2 separate regions of the Eptesicus fuscus genome follow, and region 2 is linked to region 1. Evidence: chromatin contacts called from public Hi-C data. All regions are on one chromosome and are shown on one strand. Each heading gives the region's core, a stretch centred on a gene start, on an enhancer-like site or on the middle of the called end of the contact. The rest is flanking DNA. Distances are from core to core; before and after follow the strand shown.

The links. A called contact is a pair of places that touch in the nucleus more often than the background predicts.
Region 2: a contact with region 1 is called in a Hi-C map of liver, with 4 times the contacts expected there. The contact joins the promoter of PGK2 here to the promoter of OPN5 in region 1. A contact is called at or near these places in 2 of 2 Hi-C or Micro-C datasets (liver and muscle).

Annotation. Positions count from the first base shown.
Region 1 is chr10:18,114,475-18,118,917 of DD_ASM_mEF_20220401, reverse strand. It overlaps OPN5 (opsin 5), which reads left to right and starts at 1,851. Exons shown (of 6, transcript XM_008153205.2): 1 at 1,851-1,980. The coding sequence starts at 1,851.
Region 2 is chr10:18,419,834-18,424,026 of DD_ASM_mEF_20220401, reverse strand. PGK2 (phosphoglycerate kinase 2) reads left to right here and starts at 2,389. Exons shown (of 1, transcript XM_008153198.3): 1 at 2,389-4,002. The coding sequence starts at 2,469. The coding sequence ends at 3,722.

The DNA.
Region 1 (4,443 bases), core at 602-3,101:
TGAATACTGTAATTGTTACAATAAATACTGTAATTATGTAGCTTAGGACCCTGAGGAAATTTGTTATACAATTGCTAGTCTTCATGGGTGGGCAAGTTTGGGAAAAGCAAGTGTCCCAGCGCATAATAACTAGACAAGATTCCCCATTTACAATGTGCTTTCAAATCCAATATCCTATTGTTTCTACAGCAAGCATGAGTGGTGAGTAAAAATGTTGATACCCATTTTACAGATGAAATTATTGTGGTCCAGAGAGTTGAAATAATCTGCTGCATATTGGAAGGTGGGTTTCACAGCTGGACTCAAACCCTCATTTTATGATTGTGAATCTAAAGTAGAGGCCAGGGCTGGACAGCCAGTGGGCAGGGGGAATCTGTGGTGAGGAGAAAAGGAGGGTCAACCATGGGGAATGAGTTCTGAAGATAAACTTGGACTTGGGGCAGGTCTTACAAGGGGTTGGATTGGTAACAGATGTTTCTCTTGGAAGCTTCACTTCCCACAGCTCCTAGGAATAAGAATTTTGAATGGCCATTAACCACGTGACTGTCCTCAAGCTGTGTATGTGGAAGTAGACAGGAGTTTCACCTAACTTGGCACCAAGAGGGTTAAGAGTGGGTTAAGAAGTCCTATTTCAGCTGTAAATGGGCCATTAGCAAGTGGTTAAGCTGTGCCTTTTGTAGAAAGTGATTGGGATCTGCTAATCAGCCTGCCACCAATTATGAGGTATACATCCAAGTTACACTTGCAGAGTGAGAGGTTCTACCCCACATCTCTTCCTACGGGGCTGAACAGTGGCATCTAGTGGTTTGTTTTGAAATAAGCAAGTTCAAAACAAGTTGAAACTTCCACCTTAGTATTTCTCCTCAGGACATTCTCAGCCGTACATTTTATCTCAGGAATAACACAGCACTCCAACTTTCAGTATTGGGGTTATTGTGTGATATATGCTTGCACAGGGCCAATCAAAAACTTTTTGTAAACTTTTGAAAATCAAAATGTAATAGAAACACTACAAAGGCTTATGTTTTGGGGGGTTCCTCATTGCTCAAGGTTTCATCCTGGAATGAGCAAATTTAGAAAGTGAATTAGAAGAGGCTGCAGTGGGAAATAAGGAAGTTGCTTTCTGCTTTGGGAAACTTGAAATCCAAATCTTCCTGTGGATGAATTGTGAGTTACAACCAAAGTTCTTTTCCAAATGGCCCCTCAAAAATCCAGCTCTTAAAATTATGTAGTTAAGTTTCTATGTTCCTTTGTACTTAATACCCTAATATCAACACTATGTATTCTCTTAAAATACACTAAACCTGATAGAGATTTTTTTTTGGACAATTTGTATAATTTTAAAAAATACCTATAATCTGGAAAATTTTTAAATATTCTATATATTTAAAATATTGATGGAGTAATCTGTCTATCTATCTATCATCTATCTACCTATCTATCTATTATCTACCTATCTATTGTAAACTCCATACAATATCTTCTCTTAGTTCAGACCTTTATAAAAATTGCTAAGAAGCAGTAAAATGAATAGGATTTGGCCTTCAACTTCATAGTCACTTCACCCAAGGGAGGAGTGAAGTAGCCCAAAGAGGGTAGCATGATGAAGAAATGAAATAATGTAGTCATGGATAATCAGCACACTGAATAATTAAATATTGACATATTTAGGTAGTCGAAAAGAATGTTAAAATGTTCTCCAGTTATTAATTAGACAACCAAGCATGACTTGGGAACTTGTTTTTTATTTTACAAGTGGCATGGTTATGAGATGGTTCAAGTTGTCTTAGTCAGGTTTGTTGAGATCACTCCCAATTTGCTTTTCAGACTCTTGGTTGCCTGAGAACAGCATGGCGTTAAACCACACTGCCCTGCCCCAGGACGAGGGCCTGCCACACTATCTTCAAGACGGAGACCCCTTTGCTTCCAAACTTTCCTGGGAAGCGGATTTAGTGGCTGGATTTTACTTAACAATAATCGGTAAGCTTCCTTAATTTTTCTGTGCAAAAGCTGCATCTAGAAAATTCCTGGGCTGATATGTTGATTTTGCACCATGATTCCAACTCTCATGTGGATATTTTGAATGGAGGTGAAAAGTGGGAGGAAGGCAGAAGATGGGATGGATTCTCTATTATCTTTATTCTTAGAAATAAATATTCCCTTTATGACTCAAAGAATTTTACAGCAAAAAAAGAAAAATTACCTTGAGACTACACTTCATATTCAATGTTTTGGTAGTAAGATTGTCTTCTGAATGAGAAAATGAGTGATAATGAGCTCTTATTTAAATACAGTGCTTTTGCTTGCTAAAAAATGCTTTGATATAATAAAAATATTATAAGCTTAGAATGGACCATGATAAAGTAATTTGGGTGAGAGTTGAAAAGATGGCTTGGTAATAAAAAGTCCAGGGCCAAAGGCTTTTGTGCATAATCCACATTGGCTTCCAGACTGTGTCATCCAATGCAGTGGCCACGTGGGTCCTGAGCACCCACCTGAGCTGTGACTTTTCCAAACTGAGATGCACTATAATGTAAACACACACCAGACACTGAAGACTTAGTACCAGAAAAACAATGTAAAATAGCTCATTAATCAGTTTTTTAAAATGATGACATGTCCTACCTATAATATTTTGGATATATTAGGTTAAGTAAATATTAAAATTAATTTAGTACTATTTTTACTTTGTTTAATGTGACTACCAGAAAAAAATGTAACTACATGTGTGGCTCACATTTCTGGTTTACATTATATTTCTATTGGGCAGCACTAGTCTAGGCACTCAGAATTCAACCATAATGCCTTTCTGAAATTTAAAATTGTTTCAGATTTGAGCAACCAGTGTACAGGTGGGTTATGTCTTTAGGTGTGTCTGCCTTTCATCTTTTCAGATGTTGGGTCAAGCTTTCTCTTTCTCTCTCTCCCTCCCTCCCACCCTCTCCCTCACTGACCTTCTCTTTCTCTCTCTCTCTTTCTCTCCCTCTCTCTTGTCTATTTATTACTGGATAAGAATTTTATTTAAACTCCTGAAATTAGCAAAACTCACTAGAAAAGTCTGGAGACCCCTCTAGGGTCACTGCCTGAGTCAAAAGAAATTCTGCTGCAAAGGGATTCCCTGGGTCCTTGGCTTTATTCGAGGTAATTATGAAACTGATTTAAATTCTATATTTTATAAACGGGCCTCCACATCCTTTCACACACAAATAGATACCGAATGCCCATTCTTCACCACAGTTTAAGTTACTTGGAAAACAGCAGTGAATAAAGTGGGCAAACTCTCTGCCCGCATGGGGACGATCTATCTGGAAATAAAATCCACATGGCATTTTTATTAAGCATAAGTACTTTCAACAATGAGAAAACCAGAAAAATAGACATCATATAACTTGAATTTGTCTCAATTAGTTGCAAGAAATGAATTAAAAAGTAGCATTTTTAACCTGACCAATTTCCCCAGGCAACACAAATTAGGGAGGGAGAGCTGTCCATTCCCCACCCTGGCAGGAGAAACCAGGGAGAAGAGGCAACTAGAGTGGCTGTGAGTGGAGGAATCCAGAGAATTTCTCACTTGATGCACCTGGGGTTGGAGCTAGAAAAAAGAAGTCCAAAAAGAGTCCCCAAAAGGATCATCAAGTGACTTAGGGAGCTGGGGGTGGAGCCGAGACATGTTCCAGAACATTCAGTTTAGTTAGGGCCAGCTGGAGGGAGGTGGATTCATACTAGGCCCAGGTCTTGGGCTTAATACTGTGCCTGGTTTTCAGACCCTTCTAGGGTAGGTTTACAGGATGTGCCCAGATTCCTTTTAAGGAACCAGAGTAGAATGACATTCTTGGTGGGCTTTGTTAAATACTGGAAGTCTTAGGGAAAACTGGGAGATGAAGAGATAAAACTGGAATGGAGGAGAAATAAACTACAGACCCATTCCCATCCTCTACTCTTTTACTATGACTTAGTTTATTATCTGTCAATATATGAGAGTTTATATATTTTCGTATTCATAGAAAGAGTCAGGATTTTCATCATATAAAAATGTTCCCCCTTTAGTCTTTATTTTCCTAACCTGATTTCCCTTAACAATCCTTTAAAACCAGTTTGCATTCTCTTGATACCCCCCTGCAGCTAAGATTGCCTGTGGAATAATCTAAATGCAACTCTTAGTGAGTTGACTATATATGGATAATGCTTTGGGCACTGGGTGAAACCTAATGAATCAGAGGTAGTTAAGAAAGGAAAAGCAAGAAAACCAATAATCTCAAAAATATATAGAGATATAGAAAGACAAAGGGTATTTAAAGACAAAGGGAACTTTGTGTTTCAAATGCATATGCATGCTTATTTCAATCTCTTTGGATACCAAGTAGATGGCATCTGTTTATAATTTTTCAAGTCATGTTTTCACATTTCAATTTCCCAGTGTGCCTTGCTAGCTGATTTCCTTTC
Region 2 (4,193 bases), core at 1,140-3,639, 300 kb before region 1:
ATATAAAAAGTACTAATGTAGCCGAAACCGGTTTGGCTCAGTGGATAGAGCATCGGCCTGCGGACTCAAAGGTCCCAGGTTCGATACCGGTCAAAGGGCATGTACCTTGGTTGCGGGCACATCCCCAGTAGGGGGTGTGCAAGAGGCAGCTGATTGATGTTTCTCTCTCATCGATGTTTCTAACTCTCTATCCCTCTCTCTTCCGCTCTGTAAAAAATCAATAAAATATATTAAAAAAAAAAAAGTACTAATGTAACTTCCATATCTATAGATTTGGGGGTACCTTAGCTTATTGTTATTGAATATTACTTTCCAGCAACCAAATGAAATAAAATTAAATTATTTTAGGTTTTTTCCAAAACTATCTCCACAAAAGAATTTCTCTATATTGCATGATTTAGCATATGTCATGTGTCAAGTTTTTATTTTTTTAATTTCTCAAATTTATTATTTGGATATAAGCATATATATGACCTTCCTATTCCTCCATTTCCTGCCTTAAAAATACATAGCAAGAAAAAGTGACTATAAAAGGATGCATCTTTGGATGCTGAAAAAAGGAGATTTGGTGGTGTTTCTATAAGCACAGGGAATTAAAATTTCCGTTGTAGGCATTAGCAACATAACAAAACTCATTCATTAGGTCATAAAATTGCAAAAAGTACTCTAAAAAGTGTAGGGAAAATATGGAATCATTTATTTCAAGTTTGATAAGCACTCAACCCATCAAAATTCACAAGATATTGTGAACTGCTTCCAAGTGCTACCTCATTAACCCATCCTGATCACATTCAATAGCCTGATCTCTGTAAGACACATGGGAGAGAGAAAAAGATCAGCGAAAATACTGTACAGCAACCCAACCTCTCTCCCAAGACTTTGGACTTCCGCTAAAGGCCCTTTCTTTCTTCTGCCCAGAAAATGGAAGAACTAAATAATATTAGGGTCATATCAACATCCTGCAGGCTTTTGTAGCTGCTAAAAGGGACTCTGCTTCCCTATCTCATTGCTGCATCTCTAGGTCTAGATGAGGAACTAAGAATTAGCATCTATTGCTTAGGTCTCTACCTTATTAAAAAACTAGTGATGTCTCCCCAACTTTTTTAGAATATAAATACTCTTAAAGGATGTTTGTATTAAGCTAGCCTATCAGAATTAAATATCCTTGTCTTCCATAATTAATTTATATAATAACTCTTCTCAGTTTCCCTAGTTAATGCTGGAAGCACAAAGGCATGCCTTCTCACTCCTGGCTTTTCCTTTCCCTAGACCTCTCCCCTCCCATGCCTGTTCCCTTTCTCTATGGGAGTGTTATCCTCAACATGTTGTAATTGATGAAACCACATGGCATGTTTTCCAAAGGGGCTTTACCATTTTACATTCTTATCAGCCAATTTCTCCCCATTTTTGTCAACACTTGTTATTGTCTTTTTTATTATTATAGCCATCCTAGTGGATGATGCCTCAAATAATTTTCGTCAAAGTCTTTATGCTACACATTGAGTTCATTCAACTTAAGGAAACTGACATATTAACTAATTCCAAAGCCAGTTTTCATTCCTAAATCAATCAGCCATTTATACTTTCTCCAAAAATAAAATCCCTCACTCATTTTCAATTCAAACCGACATTTTCATCCTCATGAAATCCATTCCCCTCTTCAGCTCAACTTGTATGTTACACGGGGAGTAAAACAAAGAGAGAAGAAAAAAGTAAGGGCCCTCCTCATAACTTTGCAGCCTGAAAACATGTCCCATCATCCTGGGTGTTTCACTGATTCTCTGTTATGATCTTATGGGATTTTCCTGAAGAAGCCACCAAGAGTCTCTCACAAAGTCTGAGAATGGATAAAACAAGGTAGTGAAAATATATTATTTCCACCCTCCTACACCATACATAAGTCTAAGGGCTAACACAAGCTATGCTGTCAACAGAAATATTTCTCAAGACAGAGGAAAAACAGAAGCTTACTATATTGCCTTGCGTAAACAAGGTTTCACACACCTATTATTTCAAAAAATTCCTTTCAGTTGGGTCCTGTAAATGCTTTTACACTCAATATAATTAGGACTTCACATAGGTAAGGGTTATGCTTTTCTTTTCTTTTAAATAAGTGCAATTATCAAAAGGAATATGAAAAAAAAAAAGAAAACCAGCGGGAAGCTTGGACTTCAGGACCTTTTTTATTCCAAAATTTCTCCACCTTCTCAACTGTCACCCAAGCCAGGCCCTGACTCGCCCACAGCGAGGACTATTTGGCTGTTTGAATCGGCGCTAAGCAACGCGCTCCAAATCCAGATTGACAGTACCATTGACCAATCACAGAACCAGATTTCCTCTGGCTGTTGCCTGGGAGACACAGTCCTGAGCAGATAGGGGCGGGCCAAGCAAAGGGACGTTAGAAACATCACCCACCCAGCCTCCAGCAGCATAAAGTGGTTCTTCAGCATTGTGGTTGTATTGTCAAGATGTCTCTTTCTAAGAAGTTAACTTTGGACAAACTGGATGTGAAAGGCAAGCGAGTCGTTATGAGAGTAGACTTCAATGTTCCCATGAAGAACAACCAGATTACCAACAACCAGAGAATCAAGGCTTCAATCCCAAGCATCAAGTTCTGCCTGGATCATGGCGCCAAGTCAGTAGTTCTTATGAGTCACCTAGGTCGACCTGATGGTGTCCCCATGCCTGATAAATACTCCCTGGAGCCTGTTGCTGCTGAGCTTAAATCCTTGCTGGGTAAGGATGTCCTGTTCCTGAAGGACTGTGTGGGCCCAGAAGTGGAGAAAGCCTGTGCAAACCCAGCCACTGGCTCAGTCATCTTGCTGGAGAATTTACGCTTTCATGTGGAGGAAGAAGGGAAGGGCCAAGATCCTGCAGGAAATAAGCTTAAAGCTGAGCCTCAGAAAATAGAAGCCTTCCGTCAGTCACTCTCAAAGCTAGGGGATGTCTATGTCAATGATGCCTTCGGCACTGCTCACCGGGCCCACAGTTCAATGGTGGGAGTGAATCTGCCCCAGAAGGCGTCTGGATTCCTAATGAAGAAGGAGTTGGAATACTTTGCCAAAGCCTTGGAAAACCCAGAGAGACCCTTTCTGGCTATACTTGGTGGAGCCAAAGTAGCAGACAAGATCCAACTTATCAAAAATATGCTTGACAAGGTCTGTCATATGATTATTGGTGGTGGAATGGCTTACACCTTCCTTAAGGTACTCAACAACATGGAGATTGGTGCTTCCTTGTTTGATGAAGAGGGAGCCAAGATTGTCAAAGATATCATGGACAAAGCCCAGAAGAATGGTGTGACCATTACCTTGCCTGTTGACTTTGTCACTGCTGACAAGTTTGAAGAGAATGCTAAGGTTGGCCAAGCCACTGTCGCATCAGGCATACCTGCTGGCTGGATGGGTTTGGACTGTGGTCCTGAGACCAACCAGAAGTATGCTCAAGTTGTAGCCGAAGCCAAGCTAATTGTGTGGAATGGACCCGTAGGGGTATTTGAATGGGATGCCTTTGCTAATGGAACCAAAGCCCTCATGGATGAAGTTGTGAAAGCCACTTCCAGGGGCTGTATTACCATTATAGGAGGTGGAGACACTGCCACCTGCTGTGCCAAATGGAACACCGAAGATAAAGTCAGCCACGTGAGCACTGGAGGAGGAGCCAGTCTAGAGCTTCTGGAAGGTAAAGTCCTTCCTGGAGTGGATGCCCTCAGCAACCTGTAACTGACAAAGTATTCCTTCCTACTGTTTCCTGCCCACAAGCCTTTGCCAAGTTAGTGCTCTTACATCTCAACTCGACCTTTGTTAAAATCTACCCCTGTATCAAGATCCAGGCAAATGACCAAGCGATGAGCTATCAGGAACTCTTAACATCAGCACAGAAATGCAGTTCAATTTTAGTTCTGTCATGCATTTACCTACTCTCGTAAAGATCTCATTTGAACTTGACCATTGTGATTCATAGGAAGTGGGTTACCTATTAAAGCAAGTTAAATAAGCTGAATCTCTCCTTCCTTTTATTTTAGCCTAGCTCTGTCGTTGTTTCATTATTTGAAACATGGGAATAAGACAAAATCTTAATTGCTGAGGAAGGGTGGGGCAGAAACTGACAGACTATTAAACAATAAAAGTGCCCAAATAAACTGAGAAAGAAAATTACATTTAAGAACTCACGAGTGCCATTAAAGGTTTCCT